2 separate regions of the Hordeum vulgare genome follow, and region 2 is linked to region 1. Evidence: chromatin contacts called from public Hi-C data. All regions are on one chromosome and are shown on one strand. The core of a region is the stretch at or near the end of the contact, and the rest is flanking DNA. Distances in the headings are between cores, read along the strand shown. Region 1 holds the start of LOC123444483 (LRR receptor kinase SERK2). Region 2 holds the start of LOC123444485 (glutathione S-transferase 1-like).

Region 1 (2,700 bases), core at 190-2,689:
CCATTGACATTGGGAAGCACGTCTCCAGGCTCTATGACAGGGTTGATCAACTCCAGGGCCAGATCTATGACCTGCAGAACCAAAACTGTGAGTATGAGTATAGATTTAAATCAATACGGTTGGCTGCAGGATTCCGGCGACTCGTTCATCCTGCCATGATGGAGCACCTATGCCAATACGGTTGGTGGAATAGTTTATGTTCAGATCCTTGATGCTACTCATTACCTCTCTGATCATGATTACGATTATGCTTTGTGAGTAGTTACTTTTGTTCCTGAGGACATGGGCTGAGTCATGCTAATAGTAGTCATGTGAATTTGGTATTCGTTCGGTATTTTGATATGTTTTATGTTGTCTTTTACTCTAGTGGTGTTATGTGAACGTCGACTTCATAACACTTCATCATATTTGGGCCTAGAGGAAGGCATTGGGGAGTAGTAAGTAGATGATGGGTTGCTAGAGTGACAGAAGCTTAAACCCCAGTCTATGCGTTGCTTCGTAAGGGGCTGATTTGGATCCACTAGTTTAATGTTATGGTTAGACGTTGTCTTAATTCTTCTTTCGTAGTTGCGGATGCTTGCGCGAGGGGTTAATCATAAGTGGGATGCTTGTCCAAATAAGGGCAGTACCGAAGCGCCGGTCCACCCACATATCAAACTATCAAAGTAACGAACGCGAATCATATGAACATGATGAAACTAGCATGACAGAAATTCCCGTGTGTCCTCGGAAGCGTTTTTCCTCTTATAAGACTTTGCTCAGGCTTGTCCCTTGCTAGAAAAGGGATTGGGCCACTTTGCTGCACCGTTGTTACTTTTGTTACTTGTTGCTTGCTATGAATCATCTCACCACACAATCACTTGTTACCGACAATTTCAGTGCGTGCAGATTTTACCTTGCTGAGAACCACTTGTCAGATTCTTCTTCTCTTCGTTGGGTTCGACACTCTTACTTATCGAAAGGACTACGATTGATCCCCTATACTTGTGGGTCATCAGTGTTTTTAAAAAAAAATTATGTACGGACATGAAATGAATCGGTCGTGCGTCCAACGCACCGTCGATTCAAATCTAAAACAAAACGGACACAAAAGGAGCGGCTGATCCAAACGAACAAAAAACGAACAACAAAACCGTTCGTTTGGGTCGGCACAGTTGATCTTACTCGTGGGGAAGTGTCAGCACAGGCGAGCCATGGACCGACGCCAAGCGAGGGTACGCGCAAAACGTGAACCAGGTAGGAACCGTCGGGACGCCATAGGTGACACTGGAAACTATAGGTGGGCACCATTTCCAAGTGGGCATCGAGCCAAGCCGAGCCAAGCATCAAGCCGAAGATAGCGCTGCCGCTTTCCCACTACGTCTCCTCGGCCCGCAAAAACGATCGTTTGCCTCGCCATCGCCGCACAGTAAACTGAACAGAAAACAGAACACGGGCAGAAAGGCGTGAGCTAACCGGAAAGCGACCTCGCAGGGACAGCGCATGGGGCTATAGCTAGCTAGCGGGGAGAATCTGCGGCGAGTCACGGAGAGGCACGCGGCGCACCGGCGTCCGAGCCCGAGCCCGAGAGCCAGCGACCCCAACCAATTCCGTCTTATCTCAAGGGATCGGAGGGCGGAAATGGAGAATCCACCAACCCAACCAAGTTGCGCCCCGCCTACTGCCTAAAATGGATTCACCAGCCGCGGCAGCGGTCCATTTCGGCGTCTGGGGGAGTCAACCGCTCGGGTCGTCCACCACCCACGTCTCCACCAGCGCACTGGCGGCGGCGGCGGTTGCGCAGGCGGGTACGGCCGCCTAGTTCCTTCAAGCGACCGAACCGAGAGAGCGCCTCCCTCCCGACCGCGACAGCTAGGGTCCCTAGCCTCCGCCGCGGCGCCCCCAGCCTGCGCTGCCCGTCCGCCAGTAGAGGAGCCCGGCAGCGCCTCCCTCCGTCGAGCAGCCGCTCCCACCTCCCTCCCTGGACCAGCCGCTCCCGCCTAGCAACGCCGCCGCCCGGAGCTACGCCGGCGACCAGTCCAGAGGCAGGTAGCCCCCCCCCCCCCCCCTTCCTCTTGCATACTCTGTGTTGTTCAGTTTTTTGTCCTTATTTCTGTGTTGGATGAGCACTTGCTGTAGATTTGGTACTGTGATAGTATAATTTTGATTATTCCTTGACGAGTACTTGCTGCATGATTTTTCCGGTGCATGCTCAAGTTTACATGTGAAAGGATTTTGCTTGATCAAGTGTTTGTGATAATGCTTCTACTGGCAAACTGTAGTTTGATTTTTCTTCTTCAGGTGAGCAAATGTATTGGTTTGAACATGTTATAGTATGACACTAGTCTAAGCAACTACCTTCATAGTGCAAAGGAACATAGAAGTAGTATCATATGTGGCATTTATTAGATTATAGACTCATTTTATGTTATCTTAGGGTAACATATTATGTTACTCTAAACACCTCTCTCCTCATTAACTACATGCCACATAAGCAAAGTTTTCTTGAAATGCGCTATGTTACTAGTTAAGTTACTCCCACTATGACCAGCCTTATCTGCACCGTCTTGACCTGAAATCAAAGCTTAGCAGCAACATGCAATTTGAGAGAGCAGGAGCTTTGTCTTGGTTATACTGGCCGAAATTGGGTAACATATTAGTACTAGTGTATTGTTGGCATGATAGATGTCCCAAATCTTGTTTATGATTGGGAATATAGTG
Region 2 (2,700 bases), core at 41-2,540, 140 kb before region 1:
TCGTGCGTGTAGGAAATTTTTTGTTTCCCATGCGACGGTCCCCAACACTATCTATATGTATGCATTCAAAAAATAACAACAAGAAAAAGTTGGCGATTATTTTTACCTTTGGGGCATTTCCTCAAACACATTGTGCGCGTCGGCCGCCGGCTCAACAAGTGAGCTCATCGGTGCTTCGGTAGCCGCCGCGGCCGTCGCTCGCCCTGCAAGTTACGACTTGGAGGAGCCGGAGCCGTCCGTTGCCTTGTTCTTCTTCGCGGAAACCTTGCCCTTCTTCGGTCGCGCCGCATTTGGGCGCTTCGAGAGGGGGGCACGTGGCTTCACGATGGGCGCCGGCGCGAGGCCACCCGCCACCGAGGTCATCCGTGGCGTCATGAAAAGGCCGCGCGCGACGCCGGTGCTTGGAGGAGCACCTGCGAAGGCGAAGCCAAAGCTCCCCGCGCTAGGGTTTGCGGCGGCGGCGACGGCCGCGGAGGGGTCGCGGGTGTAGGAAGGGGTGAGGGGGTGCCGGCGAGGGCGTCCATCGGGTCAGTTCGCCGGCGGCGGCGCGGGGTGGGGCGAAGGTGGCATGGTGGAGAGAGTGCAGCGCGAGCGCTCGAGTGTGCGGCGCACGGTAGTGGACGCACCAAATACACGGCGCGCGATGGCGATTCGGACAGCACGTTGTACTCTATATGTCGTGCACGCGTTTATCGCTCGTCCGCTGAAGCCCATTTTGCTATTTTGCGCGCGCTAAAAAAGTTAATTTTACAGCGCGGCGTTGTTTTAGCGCGGCTGTTGGAGACGCTCTAATACCTCGAAGAAGCTTATAAAGATAGGCGTGCGTGTGTATTTTCATAATTGTATGTGATCATCTTCGTTTGAACGCGCCTCTCAAAGGAAAAAAAATGATTGTACGTGTCCAAAAAAGAAAAAAGAACGCGCATCTAGAAAATAAACATATGTAAAAACAAGGAAGTAAACGAAGCAGAGATTGTTCGAAATAAATTTAAATTTCAGCCCCTTGGAAGCGGAGTACTGCATTGCGAGTACTAGAGGCCTAATTGCTACAGTAACGAAGCTTCATCCGAAGAAGCTAAAGTCAATCAATCATCAAAACTAAAAGTGCTGGAGAAAGGAAATGCGCGGATCTCGATGCGCCGCTGGCGCACTACCCACCGTGATCACTTGCGTCGGTCGCCAATCCGAAAAGAATATCTATATAGGAGTATATCAGAAAAACAGAATAGAGTGGAGCACTAGAAAAAGCTCGTGCAAAAACAAGGACGAGTAGTAGTACTACTCGAAATGGTTGAAGAAACGGAAGCCCCTAGAAGCGCGGGGCCCATTGACCAGCCGCACCCTCCACCACACCTCACCTACCCGCTCCCTCTCCCACTCCACCTGCTCCATCGGAAGGGAGCAGCAGTGAGGCTCCATTGCCTATTTAGCCGAGACCCCGAGCGCGGTCATTTCCCCATCCCGTCCCGTCCCATCCCATCCCATCCGAGAAGAAGAGATAGAAAAAAAAAGGTTCGAGGGCGTTGCGGAGTGAGAAGAGACGAGATGGCTCCGGTGAAGCTGTACGGCGCGACCCTGTCGTGGAACGTCACCAGGTGCGTGGCGGCGCTGGAGGAGGCCGGCGTCGAGTACGAGCTCGTCCCCATCAACTTCAGCACCGGCGAGCACAAGAGCCCCGACCACCTCGCCAGGAACGTACGTGCCCTACCATGCCCTCCCCCCCTCTTGAATTTACCATCCGTGTCGATAGTTCGGCGGCCCTGCGCCGTCTGCTTGCCTCTAATCTCACGAGATGATGACGTCGATTCGTTCGGTCCGTCGCTGCCATCGGCGGAGCAAAAAGTCAGCCGACTCCCGCCGTGGGGGGTCGCTTCCATGTCTCCATCACTGTTTATTTTAGCGGGGGCCGGAGAGATGTCGCTGTCGCTCTCGTATAATCTAGCAGTACTGGTATCACGATTGAGACCATGGTCCGATGGGGCGTTTACAGGTCGATGTTGGAGCAGATCCTAGGTTCAGATTGTACTTCGATGAGGACGATACAGGGCGAGTTTTTCCGCAGCTGGTCTCAGATTGGCGAACCATTTGGGCGTGGACCGCGTGGTGGACTAGATTAACTAACACCTCCGGCTCCGCTGCTCCCCAATCTTTTAGTCACTTGAATTTCGCCAACTTACACTGTAGGAAATTTATATTTTCACCACATCCACGTTCCTGCTCCGACGACCCACGCCACTGGTATGCCAAGTGTGTTATTTACATCTTCTCTTAAACCTTGTAAATGTAAATATTTTTGATTCATTATGGAAACTTGATCTGGATGTGCCATTTAGTTTGCTTGTTCATTGGTGCTTTGACAAGTTAATTTTGGAACAAATTGCAAGCTCAAGGAGGAATACAGTCAGCAAATCCCACGCCCTTCCTGCACCCAAGCACCGACAACGCCACCAACCACCCAGTTATATTACAATTGTGTCACTTTTTGCCAATAGATCTCCCCCCTAAACCTTGTACTAAAAACAAAATGATTTGGGTAAAATGTAAAAACTTGATCTAGATTGCCCTTTAATCATCTGCTAGTTCGATTAGAGATTTTATTTTGTAGGTCTTATAGGTTAGTCATCCCTATTCTTTGACTTGTTCCTTATTAATACACCACATACATCCATCAGATTTGCTTGGTGACAGGGAAGGTGTGGT

Evidence for each region. A called contact is a pair of places that touch in the nucleus more often than the background predicts.
Region 2: a Hi-C map of seedling shows a contact between it and region 1, with 6 times the contacts expected there. The contact joins the promoter of LOC123444485 here to the promoter of LOC123444483 in region 1. A contact is called at or near these places in 3 of 6 Hi-C or Micro-C datasets (leaf and seedling) and 1 of 1 datasets of contacts at active chromatin or transcription factors (embryo).

The regions. Positions count from the first base shown.
Region 1 is chr3H:499,002,611-499,005,310 of MorexV3_pseudomolecules_assembly, reverse strand. LOC123444483 (LRR receptor kinase SERK2) reads left to right here and starts at 1,439. Exons shown (of 13, transcript XM_045121206.1): 1 at 1,439-2,024.
Region 2 is chr3H:499,142,749-499,145,448 of MorexV3_pseudomolecules_assembly, reverse strand. LOC123444485 (glutathione S-transferase 1-like) reads left to right here and starts at 1,290. Exons shown (of 3, transcript XM_045121207.1): 1 at 1,290-1,695. The coding sequence starts at 1,546.